2 separate regions of the Rattus norvegicus genome follow, and region 1 is linked to region 2. The links are chromatin contacts, called in public Hi-C maps. All regions are on one chromosome and are shown on one strand. Each heading gives the region's core, a stretch centred on a gene start, on an enhancer-like site or on the middle of the called end of the contact. The rest is flanking DNA. Distances are from core to core; before and after follow the strand shown. Region 1 holds the start of Gdf10 (growth differentiation factor 10). Region 2 has its middle 100 kb from the start of Ptpn20.

Region 1 (6,774 bases), core at 3,623-6,122, 240 kb before region 2:
CGCATTTCCCAAGAGGACAAGGCCTTTGCTAGATGTACTTCATGGGGGTATCACTGGATCCTAGCACAAGCCTAAAAGCTGCTGCTCAGAAACAGATGTGAACAATGGGATTCCTAGTGCATGCCCTGCACTGTAGGAACAGCTGAAGGGGCAGGGTCAGAATGGCTCTGTTACTTTGGTTAACAAAGGGGGAGTTCTTGACCCATCAGAGGAAACAGCTAACTAGCCTAATGTCCTGTAGCTGCTGAGAGGAGAGTCGGGTGTGGCTTTGGGTGTTCCTCACCTGGAACACGTGCCCTTTGCTCCCCAATGTGCTCTGTCTATTGTCATGACTCGCCCAAGAGAGCAGACACACCATTCAGAAGATGCGAACTTCTATGTAAGCTCCAACAGAGGCAGAGAATTATCTCTCCTCCTTCTTCCCTTCGGATATCAAAGCAACTCCAGTCACTGTTTTCTTTGTAGATGCTGCAACCTTCTCATCATGGTTTCCTTCTCTCCTGGCCTCAAGGGTAACAGTTACCTTACCACTGCCACCTCTCGATGTCCTACACATCCTTCAAAAGCATCACCTACGAGAAATGAAAGGTTAATATCCCCGCTATGTAAAGAACCTCGGCAAAACCTGCACACAGAGATCATTTCCTGGGAGGAACTTCAGAGACCAAAGGGTACAGCAGATACCCCAAGGACAGTGGTTGACGGGAATATCTGCACGCAGAAAATACAACCTATTAGGTTAATGGCTTCATGCCTGGGTATGCACAGATGTCTGTGGACATGTGTATTTTTTGTGCATGAGTTAAATGATTCTACAAAATATTATTTTAACTCCGCTTCTCTTTGGATACGTGATTAGTAATAACTTATGCTTGTTTTTATGCCTTAAACATTTAATGCCTTCTCTCCCTCCTGTTCTTTTCCCCTCACCCCTTCCCTTTTTCTCTGCCCCCTGCCCCCTCAGGGATACATGCTGGGTATCATTCCATTCTCAATAGGCAAAATCGAGGCTCTCTGGGAGCCTCCCCTGTTTCCTCTGAACCAAACACCCAAGAGCTCCACTACAAAATGGACGACTTCATTTTATATCCCACCTGCCCACTAGCTTGCTGGGATCTTCTCTGCCTGTGAAAACTACAGTCTTCTCCCTGTCAGTGCTACCTTTGGGTATCCTGCCGAGCCCCTCAGCCTGTCGTTGCCCTATCACATCTGTCCCAAGGCCCTACTCTTTTGTTCCTCAAAAGCTATTTTGGGTGAAACCAATACTGTATGCATCTCTGTGTCCTCCAAATGAAATGCTTAGGAAATGTCCCATGATATGCTTTGGATTTGGTTTGTCTCCAAGGGCAGGACACTTGGTCTTCAGAGTGGCAATACTCATAGAATCTTTAAGGGGTAGGATCTAATGGGTAAGCATTAGGTCCCTGAAGATACTTCTCTCAAGAAACCCTACTTAGTTCCCAAGGGAGGGGCTGTCACACCTGGCTAAAGGCTACCTGTCCCCTCTGCTTTCTGGTTCTCTGTCTTGCCTCCTGATCAGTCCTTCTCACAAGTCTTCCAGCCAGGATGCCTCGGTCACCCTGTGGCACAACCCCAGGGTTTACCACCACAAAATTACCATCATGTTTGGTCTTTCAGCCTCTGAGTGTGAGCTGGATAAAACCTGCTCGGGACAAGTTACTCAACTCCTGGTATTTTGCTAGAGTAACAGAACTAGGACTAACGTGCTGGAGAATGGAGTGAGCTTGGTTTGGTGGTTTTGACAGATATGTATTTTGGGGAGATCAGGAAAACTAGTTTGGTGTGACACTGGTGGTATCAAGCTTAGGATTAAATGCAGATCGTTCACGGAGTGTGAAGGTAAATGGTGGTCTAACCTACACCCTTAGGGCCAGGCTTTCCCTCCACAGATGCGGGCTAATAGAGAACAAAGTGCACTTCAGGGAGGAGTAGAAGAGGACAAGGAGAGCTGGCGCAATCATAGCTAAGAGCTAATAAATTGCAAATGAGCACACACCAAGAACTGTTCAAAGTACTTGCCGTTTCTGAGCTCCGTTAAAACTGTTATCGGTGAGGAGGGGAGTCACAATTTAGAAGTGGAAGGAAACAGTTAGAAGTCCTGTCCCTTGGCAGGATCTGGGAACTGGGTCAGGACGCTGTCAACAGACTCAGTGGCTTACTCTCAGGACCCGGGCCTCCTGCACATGAGGGGGAAGCAGCTCTAACAGGTTTTGGAAGCAGGTGCTACCCTGGGGAGGCAGCAGAAACTTGCCTATATGGACCCTGCTGGGATGGGAAGGCTCCAGGATCAGGGCCTTGGCAACAGGGTCTGCGCTCTGCTCACAATACCCCACAGACAGACCTTCAGATCAAGTGGCAGGAGCACCGGAGACTAATTATGAAGCAATGTCACTGCGTCAAGGCAAGGTACAAGCAACCAAACCCTGACTCAATGCCAGGCACAGATCTACCTTCTATTCACCACTCACCCCGTCTACATTCACACAAGCAAACATGCGCAGAACGGAGAGGTGATATGTCCCGTAACACACAGCCGGAAACCGCTCAAGTTTCTCTTAGTTTGTATCAGGGATCCAAATCAGGACTGCACCGGAACTCTGATTTCTTAAACTTGTATCTTCCAACCCGATGCTCCCCTCCCAGGTTCTGGGCTTAGTTCTGACAGAGAGACAGTGGTAGTGGGAACAGTTGTCATTGCCCAGTCTGTACCACAATGTTCTCTCCTGTTCTGTCTTTTGTCCTTATCTGTAAAATGGGAGTGCTGGATTTAAGGTGCAGTCTCCAGGCCATCACAATGTTCGCTGTTAAATTTTGTACTTGGGAAGTCTCACCACCTCACCTTGGTTTGGTGAAAACAGACAGAACTGCACCCCTCCATAACTGGGCCACAGCAGATGTTTGCACCCAGTGGACATGCTCGCTTCTTGTTGTAGTGGTGACCCCAATGACATTTCTCTTTGCACTTCAAGGTTCCAGAGACCAGAGTTAATAGGCAACAAAGGTCAAGTTCAAGCCTATGTGAACACAAAGCTCCTATCAATGCATCCTGCTCCAAGTATTACAACACTAATGATCTGGCCGTTATTACTCCATCTCATCTTCCTCCCACCCCAAGAGGGAGATGCTGCTGTGAACTGCCCATTTTATAGAGTACAAACAAGTCCACGTAGTTTTAATGATTTAACTCAATCATGCCAGATGTTCCTTAAGTGGCTTACTTTAATAAGGCTTCTTCAGAAACGAATGCCAGGTATTGAATAAAAGGTTCCAGGGAGGCCAGAGTTGGCCTAGAATCTAGAAACACATCCTGCTATGACGAAGGATGTGCTCTTTGGAAGAGATGCTCCCTTACCCCTGTTATGTCTGAACTGGAAGCCAAGATGGTACCCAGTGAGCGGCAGGTGGTAAGCTCAGAGGCTGTGCTGTTTAGGCTCAGAGTTGGCCGAGGTTTGTTCCCATCCACCTTAGGGGAGAAGACTGCACACTGAAGGATTTTTCTCCTGGGGGATGGCCTCCTTCCAGACAGAACTGCAGGAGACCTCTGCCCACATTTTCTGGAGCAGCATTCTAAAACCATGAGCAGTCACCATGACAACCAGGGTCTTCTCACCACCTGCTTCCCAGGCTTCACTTCCTCTGCACTTAGCTTGGCCTTGCAAGGGTTTCTCAGCCCTAAGTTAGTGGGCAGGGGCTCAGAGCCACCTTCCCTAAGAAGAGGGTGGAGAGAGTCTCTGTCAAGAGGCCTCTGGCAAGCTCAACCCTAGGTATGAGGAGAGTGAAGTGGAGCCTGGACCAGGAGCCAGGCAAGGTGCTTCTGGACCTTTCCTGAAACCTGTCTTCTGAAGTTTCCAGTCTTGAGGACACAGGCTCTTCTCTGAGCTCTTTGCTTTCTTGCTACCCAAATAATGCTTCCTGTCTGGGCTTAGTGCTTCACCGATGCTGCCTTGTGACCCGCTGACCATGCTCCCTGTGACCCCCCCCCCCATACAGTAAGTGTCAGGATAATGTCAGCATGGATCGACCTCAGCCAATGCCCATCTCCGTTCTGTGCCTAAAGCTTTGGGTATATGCTGACCTTTTTGCAGCAGTTGTGCAAGCTCCCAGTGGCAGGAGGTCTGCCACCAAGTACCACTTTGGTGTCCCCATTGCAAGCTCTGGCCTGGTACTAAGAACTGAGTGGATTTTCAGTGGAAGGATGAATTAAACGTCAATAGAAGAAAGGAAGGGAGAAGAAATCTGCAAAGGAACAGAGAAAACAGATAAGAGAACTGACGAATAAGGACTCCCGGTGCATCCTTTACTTACCCAGCCGGGCACGGAAGCTTCGGACGGTGTTGCCTCCTCCTGGTGGAGCGCCTCTCCGGTTGTACTTCTCATAGAGCCTGAGCATGTGGACAGCGACTATGTCCTGGGCGCCTGGACCCAGAGCGGCTGCAGCGTCCCCGGGTGACTGCTGGAGGTCCCTGTCCCTCTGCACACTGTCAGCTGCTGAAGGCAGTGAGGACCATGAGGGGACTCTGTGGCCGCAGCCTGCGCCCCGCAGTAGCAGGAGCAGCGGCACCAAGGGCAGCAGCTGAGACCTCAAGCTGATCCGAGCAAGACCTGGAGCCATGGCTGAGTGACAGTGGTGAAGGGTCTGAGCCCAGGAGGGCAGACAGGGAAGGCTCAGTGTTGGCTGTGCACCTGGTCCACGGCTGGAGTGTCTGTGGGGACTCGGACAGCCCCGACGACCCGACTCGATGTATCGGGATTGGCTCGCGGTGGCAGAGCTGCTTGCTGAGCATCCACGCCGCCCGGTCAGTGGTCACGGCTGTCCTGAGCCGCGTGGAGCTCAGCCGAGCCCGCGCCGGCGCGCTCCCTTGACGGCCTTGCGCTGCAAACTTTGCAGCCCACGGAGCGGCGCCGGGACTGGCGAGTTCGAGGGGAGGGGCGGGGCGGGGTGGCGGACAGCGCCCTCGGGGGGTGGGGTGGGGGATCCGGCTGCGGTCCCCACTCGCAGCAGCCAGGAGCCCGTCTGTGGCCCCGGTGTGCTGTGCGTGCGTCCCTGTGTGCGGGCGTGCGCGCGCCGGGGTGTGCGCTCGCGAGTGTGGGGGCCGTGGGTGTGGGCGGGCGCGCTCCTCGCTCCCCCGCCGAGAGCGGGAGACCAGCCCCGCAGCCGGCTCCGGAGTGTCGCTGCCTGCAGCTGAGCCAGGGCGTCGCGGGGGCTGGGCAGGCTTTGGAGGGGGGCCCGCCTGCAGGGTTGTCCCTGCAAAGGCATGCTATGGCTCTGTGGTTGGAAGATGACAGCTCCCCCATGAGGATCCCAGAGGCCATGTGTGCCTAGCTGTCCCTGAGCTAGTGTGTGCTCAAAACGCAAAGGTACAGTCTTGGGAGCAGGAGCTCCGGGGATTTCACAACAGAAGTCGCCAACCTAAGTTGGTAGAAGCAAGATCTCGATCAATGTATAAAATCAGAATTATCAGGCTAACTGACCCTTTATCTGGCTACGGCGTTTCCACTTGTTGAAGATATGCATCAACGGTCCGTGTAAAGCTTCGGACAGGATTGCTGAAAAAAAAAAGGACATGCTTTCAATTTGCTTTATAAAAAGTTTTAAAGCACCAGGGAGGGAGGGAAAAAGCCCATGGTTTTTTTGAAAAGGAATTCTCGATGAAGTGCTGGTGTAGGGTGTCACTGACTCCTGCTAGACAGCTTAGTCCTGGGTCAGAAGGGCCCCTGAAGGTGCTTCACTCTAGCAAAGTTACTTCCCTATAGGTAGAATTCGGGGTCCTGGTGGGGAAAAAATCTGGTAGTTCTAACCAACTTTAATGGAAACAGCAGTTTCCAATGGGATGCGAACAAGCGAGCAATTGCAGTGGTTGGTGTTGTGGCTTTTCACAGAGAGACACTCTTCAGATATTGTCATTTGACAGGAGAGGTGTTCCAGATTTCCCAAAGTAAATTTTGTTTTTGCTTAAACTATATTGAAATTACAATAACTTTTGGGTCCTGCTAAGTAAGGAATTAACAAAAATGGAATATTCTTTGTTATGCTACAGAGTGACTTTGAGATATTTTTTTTATATATTAGAGCATGGTTGGTTTTCTTTGTTAACCTGGGAATTTCATTTCTGTGCATTTAAGAACATTTAGGGGAGGGGTCCACAGAGTTTAGCTGGCTAGAAAGGAGTCCAGGGCCCTAAACATGAAGGAATCTTTAGACTCTAAATGCTGTGATCCCTTCACACAGTCCCGTTTCCGTAACCCCCAACCATAAAATGATTTAGACCCTCAAAAGGGTCGCGACACGCAGGTTGAGAACCACTGCTTTAGAGGGCCAAGATCCCCTTCAAGCCTACACTCTTCCAGAAAGCTAGTGAATGGCCACCCTCTGGCTGCATGGTAATAATTTCCACACTTGTGAACCCAATATTCTTCTTATCTGGTAACTTTGGGCTCTGGGAGCCAAAATAGTTATTTATTTATTTTTTTTTTGGAGGGATCACAGTGCAATAATTGAAATTTCCCTGGAAAAGCCTTCTGTCGCTGCGTAAAATGACTATTTATAGTTTTATTTCTTTAAACCTCAGACCGTCATATTAGAGTTCATCCTACCCAGAGCTATGAAACTTTGGCCTATAGTTTGTAGAAGCACCGAGAGGGCGTTTATTATGCATATAAATGTATAGTATTTTGAAAATTAACTCGGATTACATTCAACGTTCCATTCATATACAGTTCCCACTTGTTCTGTGAACTGGCTTTCCCAAAAGG
Region 2 (6,261 bases), core at 525-3,024:
TTTATACAGGAGGAGACACGGCATTAGCTAATACAATGCCATGGGCAGGCCTTACCATCTGAGGTCTGCTCTCCGTGGGGAGAGCTGGGCTCCAACCAGGCCTCCATGCACACAGAGATGTAGATGTAGATGGCCCTTCCCCCAAAGAGGCCTGAGAGCAGAGGTCCTACATCAGTCTGGCTTCTAGTCTTCTAGACCCCTTTCTAGTCCACTCTGGCACTCCAATCCCATCCCCGTAGTCTTCCAACACTGTCCCCTGTCCATGACACAACCTGGTCTCCTGTCACATGCTGCTCATAGGCTCGAAGCCCTGAGTCCCTAGACGTTTTGCACTCCCCAACCTTGCCTGCCATGTTGGAGACTTTGTGCACATGACAGCTTCCAAGACCTTTGAGCCTAAGCACAGTCCCATCCATGTAGCTCATAACCTGTTCCACATGAGTGAGGCCAAACACCAGGCTCCTTTTTACTCTGTGATCTCAGTTGTCTCTCTTCCTGCTTGATTTCCTGTTTTCATCCCAGCTCCCTACTGGATGCACCACCCAGAGTTGGAATAGAGTTTGCATTGACTTAAAACTTACTCCTTTGCTGTTTTCTGCCCAACGTGAGTAAGATGGCTGCCTGAAGCCCATCTAAGCTTTCAAAACTAGATTCCCAGGTGGTCAGGGAAGGAAGAATGGGAAGAGTTAGGTGAGGGTTGTTTCACAGTAGACAGCAGCTACTTTCTTCCACCTTGGAAGCCTGACACTAGCCTGGCAGGCTGCAATGTTGTCCTCTGCAAACAGGAGAGTTGGAAGTGTTCTCCACAGGCTCATGTTTGAACACTGGTCCCTAGCTGGTGGCACTATCTTGAGAGGCTGGGAAAACTTTGGGGAAAAGAGGAAGGTCACTAGATGAGGCTTTGGTTACATCTACCCTCAATCACTACAATTCTGTCCCTGAATTCTGCTTTCTGGCTCCCTGTGTCTCCTCTCCAACAAGGCTGCACCTCCTAATCCTTTAGAAAGAGTTCTACCAACTGGGGACCAAGTATGCAAATATATGACCCTATGGGGGCCATTCTCATTTAAGCTACCATATGTGGTCACAATAATGTGAAGGCAATCAATACACCCATACTCTCATGGACAGACCAAATGACAAAAGGGAGCTTCACTAGTGGATAGACATATGCTGGGGTCTCTAGGCCCTAATCCTTGCCCCACAGAAAGCACAGAAAGCCTCATCCACTGGATACAGAAATGTAAATAGCTACTTTAATTTCCTCCTGAATATAAAAACTTCATAATACATCTCAATTAATAGCTCAGAATAGCTTGTGTGGGTCGTTTCCCTCGTACCATACATTTGGGCCACACAGGGACTGTGCTTCCAAATCACACAAGAAGACGAAGATTCTAAACCAAGAAGAGGCAGCCCTGCTTTGTGGGTATGCGTAGCTTGTCACTTCTACAGTACGCAGCTGTACCCACAGGATCAGGAGCTCTGGGAAGGATGGAAAGATGTGTCTCACCACCTTCTTGGCCCTGGGAATATGAGGGCCTCCCTGCCCTTCCGCCAAACAAAAGTGTCCTGTGAGAACCTGGCATGTAATGGCTGTCCAGAAAGGGCTGGTAAGTGTTCACCCACTGAGGGGTGCTGAGGTCCCTGGACCCCGGTAGACACGATTCCTCTGTAAGAGGCTGCAGCCCTGCGGAGCATGTGTGTGTCTGTCTCACCGAGGGAGGGGACTGTGTTGGGACAACTGGAAGCCTTTTTTCATTCCTCTGCCAAGTGGGACCTGTGCCAGAACTATGATCCAGGGTATCCTTGCCAAGTTTCCAGGATCCTGTCATGCTGTACTCCTGCCCTGGGGCGGGAGGGGGACCCCTGTTCTGTCTCACTTCTTCTGAGACAAATCAAACTGAAGAGAGTTGGCTCGCATTAGGGATCAAGACTCCTTTGCACACACTTCTGGGGAGGGGATGAATTCCTGTGGATCTTTTCCGTGAGATGCTGGCAGAGGACTCTGGGGTGGGGAGGACCTATCACCAATTCCCAGGGTAGAATACAACACAGAGGATCACAAAACCAGTCACAGCAGGCTTCAAGGCTGAAAAGAGATGTTCAGCTTGGGTCTCTAAAGGCCAGTAGTGATTGTGGCTTGTGGGGCATATGCAGCCTGCATAGCGCCCTGAGGGTCACAGCCTGGGAACCACTGTGGGTGCTGGAGAAATAACTAAGCAGATGCGGCAGATCTGGACTCGGTGCTTCTCCTGGGTCCTGCCATCTCGAGCTTCTGGCTCGCAGCAAGCACCCTCAGCTCCGAACCTCTCCAAGTCAGTGTGGCACCTGCTACTCAGGGGCCAAGATAGATGACAAAGTCAGGCTTGGATAAGAGGGTATCTGTGTGGTAGCGGGAACCTGCTTTTACTTCTGGAGCAGATTAGTGCCAGGTGCAGGGCAGGACCATATGGTGGAACTCAACATCTCTAGTGGAAAACCGTAGAGCCTCTCCACCATAGAGCCTCTCCACCATAGAGACTCTCCACCATGAGGCTCTCCACCACAGAGGCTCTCCACCACAGAGGCTCCCCACAACAGAGGCTCTCCACCATAGAGCCTCTCCACCATAGAGCCTCTCCACCATAGAGCCTCTCCACCATAGAGACTCTCCACCATGAGGCTCTCCACCACAGAGGCTCTCCACCACAGAGGCTCCCCACAACAGAGGCTCTCCACCATAGAGCCTCTCCACCATAGAGCCTCTCCACCATAGAGACTCTCCACCATGAGGCTCTCCACCACAGAGGCTCTCCACCACAGAGGCTCCCCACAACAGAGGCTCTCCACCATAGAGGCTCTCCACCATAGAGGCTCTCCACCATAGGGGCTCTCCACCACAGAGGCTCTCCACCATAGAGGCTCTCCACCATAGAGGCTCTCCACCATAGGGGCTCTCCACCATAGAGGCTCTCTACCATAGAGGCTCTCCACCATAGAGGCTCTCCACCACAGAGGCTCCCCACAACAGAGGCTCTCCACCATAGAGGCTCTCCACCATAGAGGCTCTCCACCATAGGGGCTCTCCACCATAGAGGCTCTCTACCATAGAGGCTCTCCACCATAGAGGCTCTCCACCACAGAGGCTCCCCACCACAGAGGCTCCCCACCCTAGAGGCTCTCCACCGTAAAGGCTCTCCACCATAAAGACTCTCCACCATAGGAGGCACAAAGCAAAGATGGGAACCCTAAGCAGCCCTCAGAGGGCATTAGCCATCCCACCCAGTGGGATGAGACCCAGTCCCCTGCATGATAGTCCCAGAGGTTCAACACGTAAGAACTACTGTCACGGGGGGAGGGGGGGAGAGAATGGTCCTGGGGCAAAACATGGCTCCTGTTTTCTTTTAATCTGAAAAATAAGATGTTCCTTCCACCTGCAGGCTACATCAGGTGGAAGCCAGAGGAAGCAACCCGAGAGTGTCCTGTTCTACCCTCTGCTCTGCTGTAGGACTTACCCTCTCACCTCATACTGAGGCCTCTCCTAACAGTGCCATCCCCCCAGGCCACACACTATCCCCAAGTCCCCTTCCTGCTCCTTCATTTCCCCCACTGGCCCCTGCATCCATGACACAGTGCCCCTGGTGTGGTGACAGGTTATTTCCTTGGCTTCCACCTCCATGGTCCTTCTGTGGTAGGTCTCTGGGCTCAGCCAGCACCTGGGAAGCATGTGCTCTTTGATCCTCATTTTGTAGACAGAGAAACCACAGCCCCAAGGCGTCAAATGACTGCTGAGAGCAACCAAGCTGCCTAGCGGCAAACCAAGGACTCCACCCGTGCAGTAAGAGTCATGGTACCTCTGATAGATTAATTTGCAGACCTGTGATGAAGGCTTCGTAGATATCTTGCAGATGAATGCATTTAGACCACCTCCATTGAATTTTGACACTGTGGCCCATACCTACATAGTACAGTGTAAAAGTCTTGCAGAATACTAGAGCTTTATACTCAAGAGGTAAAAAGTGCCTGGGAGCCAGGGAAGGCACCGTGGTAGTAGCTGTAGGTATAGCCAAGGATGGAGTGAGTCCTTTGGTCCAGCAACAGGCAGAGCTCTGCACACTGGCCGGGGCTGCTTTCCTGCCCTTCCACACACAGTTCTCCCCCCTTCTCAGCACATCTTAGAGAGTGGCAGCCTCCACAGCGACCGCATGAAGGAGACATTAGGCTGTTAGTGGAAACCTGAGTGTGCTAGAGGGAGTAAGCACAGACCAAAGGCGCTGAATCCCACGTTCCCGTTTAGAAGCTGTGTGACCTCAGGGAAAAATGGTCCACACTCTCTGAGCTGCAGATATTTCTACAGTGGGAAGCCTTAGGCTCTGTCTAACACGCAGAAATTGCATGCTTATCTTTCATGTTTTGTATTTTGTTTCTTTTGTCTCCGTTTTGGGGCTCCTAAACCAAATTTCTACTGGGAGGCAGGAGTGAGTCCTGTAAAAAGAAGCCTATATTAAAGTCCATGTTACACACACACACACACACACACACACACACACACACACACTGATCTCAAGGAGGTCTACTGTGGCTGCAGTTCCCCAGGCCACTGGTATTGTGCTGCGTACACAAGGCAGGTGTCAAAGGTGGCCTTCTTCAAAGCTCAGTGCTTAACATTCCACCAGAGCCCTTAGAGTAAGTGAGATTTGACAACTCTAGGTACCCACGCTCACTCAAGGCATTGTACACACAGCTCCTAAGGTGAGGATCCTCTTGAGTGTAAACCTACTATTAAGCTGAAGAAACTTGTTAACTAACTCCATTAATAAAGCACCAGCTGGCCTCAGAGGATCCTCTCCACAGAGGACTAGACATCCAGATGGTTCGGTCTCGTGGGAAAGGGAACTTCCTTACACATCCCTTTAGCAGGGAGCTGGTGCTGGGCCCACTCCACCCAAGACCAAAACATCTTTGATGCAAAGTGTTTCCAGCAAATAACCTGCCACCGCCGCCGTTTATCGCACCAGGCTTTCAGGCTGGAACCACCAAGATCACCGGCCAGTCGCCTAGTGCTGGGAAAGTAAACACAGCCTCCTTCCCTGATTCAAGGTCAGCGGCAAGCTCGAGAAGTCCACTGTGTCGTGTGGGCATTCAGAAGTGCACACGGGGAGGAAGGCGCCATGCTCAGATTTTCAAGCCGTGCTTTTAATATTTCTGTCAAAGAGGGAGGAAGGAGAGGGAGAGGGAGAGAGACACAGACAGACAGACAGACAGACAGACAGACAGACAGACAGACAGAGACAGGGAGACAGAGAGATCAATAAAAGCCACACCAAAGGTAAGGTAAGCCATATAGTAAAATAGCTAAGAGACCTACCACATGGCTGAAGGCGGCACCTGTACCAGAAGCCTGCAGACCTATGGAAGCCACCTGCTGCCCTGGTGTCTTGCTTAGCAGACAGAAGCAGCACCTGCCTCATAAGGGCGTTTGCTCACACACTCCAGACAGTCCCTGGACAGCCAGTGCACACACCACTAAGCCACACTGCCCGTCCAGGTGTGAGAGTCTGATGACCCCACACCCCAGTGACATTCTGATGGCACTGTTCCTCCTCCAAGTTTGGAGAAACCCTCTTTCCCTTCTGCCTTCTCTCCCATTCCCTCCCCTCTTTTCTCCTTCCTTCCTCTGCAGGTTTGGTCCAGCAGCCCTCCTCAGTGGACGCCAGGCGAGATGCTGGGCCAGGAGTTCTGGTGTGAGTTTCAGGAACCAGTGTTGGCCTCTGAGGCTTTAGCCGCCTGTCAGTTGGATGACATTTAGCAAAGGCACTTCGATCTATAACTTGGAAATACTGATATGCACCTCAAAAGAGTCTACTGTGGGAATCCCAAGCCATAGTGGGATAGATAGAAAATGGCTACTGTGGGACAGTCCTCTAAACAGTAGCACGGTGGCGCAGTGCAGGTCTTGGTGGAACTCACTGAGTATCCATCCCTGCGGACAGGGCTTGTCTGGGAGGATAGGATGGTGGAAGAAGGCTTCCTTCCCACTCTCACCTTTCCCCCCACTGTAGATTGCTTCTGCTAATGTCACAGCTCTGACGCTTATCCCCAGAGTCCAGGAAACATTTTTTCCAGAAGATAGTGCAATGCACATGTTACCAGGAGCCTGGGCCTGCGTGGGAGGGATTGCCCTGGTCCTGCTGGTTTGTTAGTGTGGTGCATTCCTGAAGCCTCTGCAGCCAGAGCTTCCTTTGGCCCCTGCCCTCCACAGGCAGCTGTACCCCTCAT

What was found. Hi-C and Micro-C count contacts between places; a contact is called where the count stands out from the background.
Region 1: a contact with region 2 is called in a Hi-C map of hepatocytes, with 2.1 times the contacts expected there. The contact joins the promoter of Gdf10 here to the enhancer-like site in region 2. A contact is called at or near these places in 7 of 12 Hi-C or Micro-C datasets (the A7r5 cell line, Schwann cells, frontal cortex and 4 more).

What each region holds. Positions count from the first base shown.
Region 1 is chr16:9,241,610-9,248,383 of GRCr8, reverse strand. It overlaps Gdf10 (growth differentiation factor 10), which reads right to left and starts at 4,872. Exons shown (of 3, transcript NM_024375.1): 1 at 4,327-4,872. The coding sequence starts at 4,633.
Region 2 is chr16:8,996,749-9,003,009 of GRCr8, reverse strand. No RefSeq gene overlaps it. Among named protein-coding and RNA genes, the nearest start is that of Ptpn20, 100 kb to the right of the region's middle. Within about 2 kb of position 1,774, at least 4 of the 93 cell types and tissues checked have an H3K27ac peak or open chromatin away from gene starts, as enhancers often do.